Regions from separate parts of the Zea mays genome. Here region 2 is linked to region 1. Evidence: chromatin contacts called from public Hi-C data. All regions are on one chromosome and are shown on one strand. Each heading gives the region's core, a stretch centred on a gene start, on an enhancer-like site or on the middle of the called end of the contact. The rest is flanking DNA. Distances are from core to core; before and after follow the strand shown. Region 1 overlaps LOC100285069 (endoglucanase 1). Region 2 holds the start of LOC103627701 (DExH-box ATP-dependent RNA helicase DExH15 chloroplastic).

Evidence for each region. A called contact is a pair of places that touch in the nucleus more often than the background predicts.
Region 2: a contact with region 1 is called in a Hi-C map of leaf, with 4 times the contacts expected there. The contact joins the promoter of LOC103627701 here to the enhancer-like site in region 1. A contact is called at or near these places in 9 of 25 Hi-C or Micro-C datasets (bundle sheath, ear, leaf and 2 more).

Annotation. Positions count from the first base shown.
Region 1 is chr5:213,782,980-213,788,460 of Zm-B73-REFERENCE-NAM-5.0, reverse strand. It overlaps LOC100285069 (endoglucanase 1), which reads right to left. Exons shown (of 5, transcript NM_001157964.2): 2 at 5,308-5,481; 3 at 4,688-4,888; 4 at 3,703-3,957; 5 at 2,692-3,597. The coding sequence ends at 2,890. LOC103627697 (dynamin-2A) reads left to right here. Exons shown (of 22, transcript XM_008647997.2): 21 at 1,136-1,302; 22 at 1,570-2,266. The coding sequence ends at 1,790. Among protein-coding and RNA genes, the nearest start is that of LOC100285069, 3.5 kb to the right of the region's middle. Within about 2 kb of position 2,245, at least 12 of the 20 cell types and tissues checked have an H3K27ac peak or open chromatin away from gene starts, as enhancers often do. A contact at or near this core is called in ear, leaf, seedling and 1 more, where this site is marked.
Region 2 is chr5:213,928,233-213,933,713 of Zm-B73-REFERENCE-NAM-5.0, reverse strand. LOC103627701 (DExH-box ATP-dependent RNA helicase DExH15 chloroplastic) reads right to left here and starts at 3,350. Exons shown (of 16, transcript XM_008648000.3): 1 at 2,722-3,350; 2 at 1,325-1,500; 3 at 1,094-1,207; 4 at 628-736; 5 at 461-547; 6 at 37-155. The coding sequence starts at 3,231.

The sequences.
Region 1 (5,481 bases), core at 996-3,495:
GGTGTGGTAGGAGGCGCCGAAGTCGGTAACCCAGTTGGTGATGGCGGGAGGGGTTAGGGTCATCGTGCTGAACGAGCTAGTAACATATGGCTGATCTCACCCACCAGGGCATGGGTTCTAGGAGGGAGTTGAGTGTGGTGGTAGAGGCAGGAGCAGTGGCAGAGGTGCCGGTGGCGCAGAGGGGAGTGGGCTGAGAGGATACCCTAGGTCGGGCATCTTTAGGTGAGCCGGCTCACGGCTGGGGCTGGGGTGGGCAGGTGAAGGTCCACCCCAGGCCGGGCCACATGGAGCGTCCCCTGGGCCACCATCCTCATGGCCCACCCCTTTGCCCCTGACGGCCACCAATCTGTACTCCCTAGCAGCGGCAGCTAGGGGAGGAGAGGGGAAGAAGAAATGCTCTGATGCCATGTTGGAGTGAATGAAAACCCTAATTGATAGATGGGCTACCGTATTACAAGTATTACATACAGTCTACCCTTAATGGGCTGGTCTCTAGGCCCATAGTGCACACACACAATTAGTCTAACAAGTAGTGCCTCTATTCATGCTTGAGTTCTGCAAACTGATATGTCATTAACTGTTTCTCACACTTTAACACTTACGTCTTTGGTATTCTTACAATTACAACTTGTATGCATCACATACGTGCAGGCATAGTATATTTCTAGTATTTCTCATGCTGCTTTATCATTTGTTTGCTTCTTTTCACTCACAATGTGCCCTTGTTTGCTTAAGGCTAGTGTTTTTATGCAAATTGAATTGAAATTCAACTTTCAACTGCCTAACTACATATCTTGAACCACATCTGCTAAGTTCAATCTTCAATGTCAATCTTGTTCCATAAACCCCTAATCCCTCTGGATCTGATTGTAGATGAATATTCACTCTTTTGAATATTTGCAAACTTTGTTCCAGAAGTATTCTTCTTGTTGTTTGTTCCAGAAGTCTGTTAAAACTGCAGTCTTCTTTTACTTGTGCACTTCACCTTTTCCTTTTGTTGCACTTCGTGCTCCTGTATGGTGACTGTTGAAAGGTGTTACTAGTATTTTAAAGTACTTAGAAGAAAATGTTTTGTTCCAGTGTTATTTCATCTTAATAATTCATTGCTGAGTCAATTACATTTTCTCACTTCTAGTGCACAAAGCAATGCAAAGATCGAAGAGCTACTCCAAGAGGACCACAATGCTAAACGTAGGCGGGAAAAATACCAAAAACAATCATCCCTCTTGTCAAAGCTCACTCGCCAACTCAGCATTCATGACAATAGAGCAGCTTCATATGGGAACGATAGTTCTGGAGCTGGTAAGTTCTATACTTCAAACAAGAACATTTTTCATTGTAGTCCACAAATGTGTAGTATAATGAGCTAGTAACAGTATGATGCTTAGTTCATAAGTTCACGTGCAGTTTCTAGAACCCCAGCTAACTAGTTAGATACCTAGATCGATATTGCTTGTTGTAAATATGTGGACCAGTTGTACTTTCCATTTATTGTAGTTTTTTTTTTTTTTTGCCTTTTGGGTATTAATTGAGGAGCCTAACCTCGTGTGGACATAAATGTACTTGCAGAGGGTAGCCCCCGGTCTCCTGGCCACTCTGGTGAGGATTGGAAGTCTGCCTTCGACTCAGCAACAAATGGCTCTGTTGACCGGTCCAGTTCACAGCATGAGACAAGGTCAAAAAGTGCTGACAGTCGAGGCCGGCGCCATGAAAACGGGGATGCCAACTCTGGCAGCCGACGCACACCTAACCGGTTGCCACCGGCACCACCAAATGGGGGGAGATACTAAGTATGTTGATTGATCATTACCTGTGACCAATCATCATCATATGCTCTTGCCAGGTTCTCATCCTCTACTGATACTGGTTATTGGTGGAAGAAAACATATGGGACCGGAGAACGGAAAGCTTACTGGAAGATTTGGATGGACGGTGTGTATCAAGAGAACCAAAGTTGTTTATAGAAAATTAGAATCATATAGGTCATTGATGATTGTCATTTCCCGATCGTTTTGGTGTATTTGATCTTTTGGATCCTCATTGCCAGTGGGATTTTGTTGCCACGGATCAGTTAATTTTGGTTTTGTACGCTTCTTCTGTAAGTCTCCCCATCAAACTGGCAAATGTATTCTTTACACACAGTCATGTATCGTTGTTCTTCCCATTCTTTTAGACTGAACCACATGTTCAGTGGTTGTGCCATACTGCTGTATGATTATATTGTACAATTCATTATTGGGCTGGAGTACACACATGCTTGTTGATACGGCCCACATGTTCATATTGGGCTCTATGTGGGTAATGGGGCATCTGAACTGTGGCATAATATTTTGTGTAGCTTCGATTGCGATTCTTCGGACGCAAGAGCAGGTGATCTCGCTTCACTGTTTCCTAGTTTACTATATATATGATTAAGAAAGCTGTATCAAAGGCGGACCAAGATTTGTTGTTTTATGTTGCTGCTCTTAGAGAAAGGACAGCAATCATGTGAAAGCATCATTATTTCCATTCTTTTGAGGTCTAACCATGTGTTTTATGCCTGTGCTTCGTGTTATGCAGCTGGTCTAGTGACCTTATGGTGCCAGATTGGCATTGAAAACTCGGCAGCGCCCGGTTAGCCGAAGATAACGTGCTCTTTGTCAAGCTGGACTGCACGAATGAAGAATCTCCGACGGAAAGGTACAGACAAGAACGACCAATAAGTTAAGAATGCCATTTCTTTCCCTCGTATGTACTGGTAGTGGATTTACATTTGCACATGTCGATGCCTCTACCTTTTCTTTTGTATACAATAACCTGGATCTGTGTAAAATGAAATTCAGAGCCCAACAAAAAATGAACCAAAGAATGGGGAAAATTGTACAGCCCCCCCTCTACATTCCTATCTATTTACACATCGGCCGCTGCAGACGTGACGGGCGCCGGCGCCGGCGCCGGCGTCGGCCCCTGTTCCCGCTCCTGCCGCGCCAACCGGTGCAGCTTGGCGAACATGCCGACCATCGGGGCCGTGTTGTACGTGCAGGCCTCCGTCTGCATGTAGTTCTCCCGGTTGTCCCTGAACCTGTCCCGCCGGTCCGGCCCGCCGACGATGGCGCCGACGAGCACGTTGGGGTTGGAGCTCCGGCGGCCGAACCAGTGGTCGAAGCCCTGCGTGCAGCCGATGAACTCCTTGCTGTGCTTGTACGGCACGATGGACGCGGCGCGGTGGTGCACCCGGCTGGGGTACTTGGGGCCGTAGCCGACGAGGTAGCTGACGCCCCTGGGGTTGGTGCCGAGCACGTAGTCCACCTGCGCCCTGGCGAGCGCGGCCACCTCCCGGGCCGCCACGGTCTCGCCGCCCGCGCACGACACGGTCCGGACGCCGGCCTCGGCCAGGTAGTCGGAGTAGGCGGAGAGCAGGAACGCGGCGCTGGTCACGTACTGCATGTTGTTCCACTGCCGGACGTAGAGCATCCCGCCGGGGCTGCGCTCCACGTTGGCGTCCGCGCCGCCTTCCGTGTTCCGGCCCAGGCACGCGCACACGTAGCGCTCCGCCTTGGCCCTGTACCGCTCCAGCGTGCTCCGGTGGCGCGTCGCGTGCTCCCCTCTCAGCAGCAACTGAAACAAGTACGGACGCACGTGTCAGTGAGTCAGTCCCGCGATCGACTCTTTTAATAATTTGTGTGTGCTGGGTTGCTGGCATTATTGTCACTTATGCCTTACCCTTGCTGCTAGGATCTGGACGCCGGCGTACTTGACGTCCCAGCTGAACTCGTTGATGGCCCAGCCGGTGCCGCCGAAGCTGTCGGCATTGTCGACGACGTAGTCGAGGTAGTCAGCCCTGCCGGTGGCGCGGTGGAGCCACAGGGCGGCCCACAGGAGCTCGTCCTTGTACCCGCTCACGGACGCGTAGTAGCTCTTCACCTCAGCGATGCTGCTGTCGTATTTGCCCCTGTACTTGTCGGCGAACTCGAACAGCTGCAGGGACACCAAAAGAGAGATGGTTCATTCAGGTAACGTGCAGGCTAATTATTCAACGAAAGCTGGTCTCTCTCATAATTGGCATGGGAAAAAGACAGAAGAGAAGGAAAAAAAGACGGTTCCTACTTAAAACCCTAAACTAGACGAAAAGAAAAAAAAACAACAAGGAGTGGTTGAATTAGCAAGCACATGCTGGCTGACGTTTACATTTCTTAGTTTCGAAGCAGTTTATGCGATGGAACTGGCGACCTAATCATGGAAACCGCGAGGCTTTCCACGTCCACCACCAGACGGTAGCTCCCTTTGTGTTTTTTTTTTCTCCGTTCCTTTTTTTCGCGTTAGGTTGCGCGCGCGCCGGCTCCCCGGCGGCCCCACATGGCATCCCCGGCGAACCGACAGAAACCCCTCATCTGAAAAACGTCGTGCTCACAACTTGGCATGTGCCGCGGAGGAAGGAGAGAGGCCTGCCTGACACAACGCAAGTGAAAGGAAGAACACGCCTGCAGGCACGTCTAGCTTGACTACAGCAGCACACGCAGCAGCCTGCAGATAGACAGGTGCTCGATCGCAACAGTCCAAAGTTGGGTACGCCGTACCGGACGCGTACTGCCGCTACTACTAGTCCAGCACATTTCCAGCCCATGTTTTTTTTCCCCGAGTAATAAACTTGCACGAACCATATAGCAACAAACACCGTACCATGACTGCTGTATCTAGTACTACGTACCTGCTGGGCGTGGTGCAGGAGCAGGTGCGCGTAGTGCGGGTTGGAGTCGCGGAAGACGATGGACGCGGCCGCCATGGCCGCCGCGGTCTCGCCGGCGACGTCGGAGCCCGGGTGGTCCCGGTCGACCTTGTACGCCTGCCGCGACGTCGTCATGTCCTCCGGCCGCTGCCAGCAGTAGTGGTCCGTGTCGCCGTCGCCCACCTGCACGAAATCGTACGTCAGCACTTTGCAAATGAATGGGGGTCGACCGATGCGCATGCCATGTGGATGGAACCGCACAACTTTTTTTTCGTACGTTCGATGGGTGGGCCACCTAACCTGGTTGTTGTTATTCGCCAGAGAGAAATATATATACTATAGTTGCGGCGGGTTGGAATGTTTGGGGGAAACGAATGAAGAAACCGGTGACTAATAAACTAGTAGTACTCGTATACAAGCGATAGTTGAATTGGTTTGTAGCTAGCTTCATCATGTTGTGTAACAGCTAGCTTTCGCACGAGGCCAAGTCACAGCGAACTGGTCTCTCTTTCTCTCTCGGCATGGGCATGGGCAGCATGACCAGGTGAGATTTCACGCGGTGTGTGGATGCATGGTGCAAGTACTGTAGTGTTGATGATTACCTCAGCCCACAGCTCATCGGGCCTGGTGTGCGCCTTGACGAAGTAGTCGGTGCCCCACTTGACGGCCTCGAGCGCGTGGCCGAGCTCGCCGGCCGCCGCGACGTCGGCGCCGTACTCGATCAGGCTCCACGACAGCATGGTGACGGTGAACGCCATGGGGAGCCCGAACTTGAC
Region 2 (5,481 bases), core at 2,101-4,600, 140 kb before region 1:
TCCTTATCTTTTAAAATGGACTAGCGCGTATGGTACCTATTCATTTTTTTCCCCTTTCCATCAAGAAGCGGTTGTAATGAATATTTCTTCGAGAAGTGCCAAGTAAGCGGAACTGGACGTTTGTTCGATGTTACAAGCTCTGTTTTACCATGAATCTACAAGGAAAGATACATAAGAATGATTTCATACTTCAGAAAATAGGAGAATGTCTTGCAATACTGAGCAAATAAAGGTAAATCATTATGTTTAAAACAAAACATTTGTGCATGCATGTGTTTGTACAGTCCCACTGTAATTTATTACAAAATCCTAGGCCAATAGTAAAAAAAATACACCTAATTTATAGTTGGAAGTCAAGCTCACAAATAATTGAACACGAGTAATTACTGAGGGTACAGAAAACATCACTGAGGGTAAGAAGACCAACTCACAAAAAAATAAACATGAAATTTGTCATTACCTGACTTATCCAGCCAGCTAATTCATCAGGATTTGCAACAGTGGCTGACAGACATATAAGTTGGACTTCCTTTGGACAATATATGACCTAAGACATGGTAAAATTGCCCAAGTCAAATGGCCAACATAAACACAAGTGATCAATATGAGAGTAATCCAATAGCATACAGTTTCTTCCCAAACAGTGCCACGTGAGATATCACTCAAATAATGGACTTCATCCAAAACAATGACATCAACTTGAAATAATCTACCTTCAGAGGCTGTCATGCCAACACTGCAGTACAAACAGAAGATGTCAAGACACATCTCAGAAACAGGTCAGGGAACATCAGTTACTACTTACGACCTAGAACTACCTACCGGCAAAAGATTGACCTCCCAAAAAACTACCTTATAGCTAAGAAACATGAAAACTATCAAGAAAAGAAATGTGTATTTTAAAATCAGTGTGTACAATTAGGGAAAGGCTAGCAATAATTTTATTTAACGTCAAAAGTATCTACTGCGAATGGTTCTCGTCATAAAGCTTCTACAATATTTGTATAATTAAAAATGGCAAACTGCAAAACTGGTATGTAGAGTGAGCATCTGCAGCCATCCATGTTAATCATTCTATATCACTCTAAAATACCTTTGGTACAGCATGTTACGTAAAATCTCTGTTGTCATGATTAGGATCTGAGCATCTTTGTTGATAGCAGAATCTCCTGTAAGAAGGCCAACATTATGATCACCGAAGGTATTCCTGAAATAATTGTACAACCGATTGTGTTAAAAATGAATTTACTCGATAAATGGTTTATTTTTATGGATTGAGTAGTAAACTTGCAAAAGGTAGAAGAATCAAAAAACAACATTTTACCGGAAATCACGGAACTTCTGGTTTGACAATGCCTTTAATGGTGTTGTGTAGAAGAGACGCCTTCCTCTTGCTACTGTTGCAACTGCTGCAGCTTCTGCTATTAATGTTTTCCCACTACTTGTAGGTGCAGAAACTACAACAGATGAACCTCTTAAAAATGCTTGTATAGCCAAGCGCTACAACAAGATAGGAAACAGGGTAAGAAAAGCATAGTACAATAACTTGTGGACCTTGGATAACGCTACAAATGCTTAAATTTTGGAACATATATCTCCTGAATGATCAGATTTACATTCAGCGAAAAAAACATATCCGACTTGCAGACAATTTATTGCTGAAAGAGGGAACGTGTATGTTATCTTTCCAATCACAATGCCTGGTAACTAAGTTATAATTTAGAAACTTAGTTCAAATATAATTGAAAACCGTTAAACCAACTCAAGTTTTTAAATCAGTAAAGTACTACATTTTATGAAGACATGCCAGTTCTTTTTGTTGCTTGCATAGTTAGGCTATGTTTAGCAGCGTGCCGAAAGGGGCTCGGATGCATTTTTTGCGTGCCCACGTTCCATTATTTACCTTCCAGCAGAACGCGGATGAGGACGTGCAAAATAAGCGCTCGGCCTCCTGGTACCCTTTATCTACGGGCTTCTCACCCCTCTACGGGTCTATATGCGCATCCGCATGTGCGCTCTGCTGGAAACAACTTTTTGTGCGCGCTCACATTCAACTCGCACGCCTACTATGCGCTCACAAAACATCCCAAGAGTAGCTTGTCCCAAACAATGTCATCAGAAATCAGTCAAAATAGTGAAAGTTTTGTTCCCGGGAAAGGTGATGGAACAATGAGACCGCCATGGTCCCATCTGACCCCCCCACCCACAAAAAAAACAATATTACCATGTAGACAAGCCCCTCTCCCAAAAAAACATATTGCCAAAAAAACACCCAAGGAATGGCTCGAAAAGAAGTAGATCCACCCAAATTAGGAATTTCTTTCTTTGGAACACAAATTTGAGTGCTTAAGGAGTGTTTGGTTTCTATGGACTAATTTTTAGTCCTACAATTTTATTCCATTTTAGTCCCTGAGTTACCAGATACCGAAATTAAAACTCAATTTTAGTTTTTGTATTTGACAATTTAGAGACTAAAATGAAATATAATCTAAAAATTAGTACCTACAAACCAAACACCCCTAAATTAGATAGTGTGCTGCAGGCCTGCAGAGAAGAACTACCTTTACCTTATCGTTACAAAATACGAATTACACGTGTGAGAGATCTTCCACAAAAATATCAAAACTACATTTAACTTTACCGACCCAGCATTGGATGGAGTTGCACAGTTCAACAAATAGAATCAGGGCTAGCCCACCGAGTCAGGAACCAAAACGATACCTGAAACTTGTCGATGGGGAAGTCGTAGATCCCGGCGAGCTCGTTGTAGTCGATGACGTCCTCCCCGAACTCCCGCACCTCGGCGACCAGCTTCGCCACCCGCCGCGACTTATACTCCTCCGAGTCCCGCCTCCGCGCTGCGGTATCCTCCCGCTTGTCCTCGTCCTCCCCCGCCTCTTCCTCGTACTCACCACCGCTCTCCTCGTCCACCGCCTCCTCATCGCCCTCATCTCCCTCATCCCCGTCCTCGAAATCGTCGTCGTATTCATCGTCTACGTTGCGGATGGTTGTCTCGTCGTCCTCGTCGTCATCCACGTCAACCTCCTCATCCTCGTCGTCGCCGGAAACCGAAGCGGCGGCGCGGGACGGCGAGCGCGCCGAGGCGAGGTGGAACTTACAGGCGCGGGAGGGGAGGAGGGGAGGAAGAGGTGGCGTCTGGGTTGGCGATAGCGCGTGGCGGGAGACGGTCGGGAGCGGGAGGAGGAGCAGGCGGGGGGCGATGCAGTGCATGGCGGGAGGTGCGGTGCTTCGGTGTAGAAGAGCCCTTAGAGCCGGGGAGGGGGAGAGGCGGGGAGGAAACGAGATAAAGTTTCGGATTTCTTTGTTTTAAAGTTCAGATGGCAGCACATAATACGTCAAAGGAGTTGTTTGCCATTATAATACCCCAACATGCTGCTTCGCCACATTGGTACTCCAAATAAGATACACGATCAGAATGGTACATTGGTTTCTCTTTCGTTTGGAATAACCATGACCATGAGTATAGATGGACAATAAGCACGAGGTCCGCTAGTGGCACGAAGCCCACTGTTTAGGTCTGATCCGAGCCCGGCATGGTCCGGTTCTATGCGGGCTCGGACCGAGCTCGGACAGGAAACTAAACACGGTGGGCTAGCTCAGCACGGTCTGTTTACATCTAAGCCCGCTTTTTTGCACTAAACCGTGCTTACCATCCCGTTTTTTTCGTGCTTACCGGTTTGGCCCGGCCCGTTTAGGCCCGCTGTGGACCAGGCTCGGACGGGGAAATGAGTCCACGGCCTTCCGGCCCGTTTTTTTAACCGTGCCTGGCGGGCTAGGCCCAAAACGGGCCGGGCAGCCCGTTTGTCCATCTCTACTCATGAGTGAGGGCAACGACTAATATACAAGCAAGTACTAGGTGTAAACGTGTAAGCAATTTTTTAGTCTGTTAGATCTATATACAATGATAAATACAAATTGTGGTTTGTTAAGGGTTTTTATAAAGCTATACCAGGTGGTGGTGAAAAGTTTAAGCGATAAATATAACATACTATTGGATCTATATTTAACGGATTAAAATATCTGTTTGCATGCTTACATCTAGTAGTTGTTTGCGTATTAGTCGTGCCCCATGAGTGAGATGGTGCGTTCAAGCTACATGCTCTGTCGCTTTGCAACACCACTGCCGAGTCGTACGCGTGTCGCTTCATCGAGACGGTCAAGCTCCGACAGGAGCGTGTGCGCTGAGGTGAGTCGTGTACTCGTGTTCCCCCAAGCCCTCAGCGAGCTGCACGGCCACTCCGGGGTCGCGCAGGCTGTGCGGCCTCGTCTACCCGTCCCGCGGCATGGGTGTCGCCAACGCCGGACTCGTCTACTTCAATGGCCGCCTGCTTGCCATGTACGAGGATGACCTCCGCACCGTCGGCCGCTACGACTTCGACAGTAAGCTCACTTCTTACTGTTTAGGGACAGTGGGATGCGGGGGCGACGAAGGGAACGGGGTTATGGCGGAGGCGACGGTGCTCGGACATGAGGGAGGAGGAGAGCACTAGCGTGTGCGCACTTGAATCTGGAACCAGAGAGAAGGGATAAAAACGGCAGATCGTATATCTTGTGCATGAGGAGCTCACTCAGACCTAGTTTTGGTACTCTAATATTAAAATCAATGCATGTATATTAAGTTGGATTGAGATATAACTTAAACTAATTTACACCACAATCTATTATAGCACACGTGAATTATAGCCAATACTAGAATACACAAATAAAGCCTCACGGGTGTGGTTATACTTATACCAGAAGGAAGAGGACATGTCTTCAAAGTATCATCCTGGAGTATATCGCATTCGAAGTACCAATATGGTGAGAAATATCATCTTGCAGTATATCGCATTCGAAGTACCAATACGGTGAAGCGGCATGTTCAGGGTATTATAATGACAATAGAATGGGTTAATCGTTTATATTATCCTTCCTAACAACGCGCCAAAATATTTTGATGACACGTTTGGTCAAAGACAGTGACGAACGTGGGACTAAAATTAAAGAGATGTTAGTGTAACAAAAAATAGCATATATAACACTTTAATAGTAATAAAACATTATGTAACATGACGCTAAGTTACTACTTACTAGCCATGAGTAGTAACAGCCGGTAGTATGCATTCTACGATTAATCATGGTTTAAGAATGTTTGCTGATTATATTATCATTAAGGCTTCTAAATATTTTTGTTAGGTGGTACGAAGGACCAGCAGCATGTAGGGGTGCGCTAGTCCTGGTTGACCCTCTGTCCCTTTAATGGGTCTGCCACTGGTGAAAGGTACCTGAAAAGAGGAAGCTAAGGTTGATGAGGTTGATATAGTAGGTTATTATGTTAGAAAATCATAAAGATAAGGTTGTGAACTTTTAAAAGGACATTTAGATAAATTATTTTATTTATTATTTAGATTAAAAATATTTTTAAAATATTTAAATTTATATTATAAACTAGAGCTCCACGCTAAAGATGGAAACTGGAGC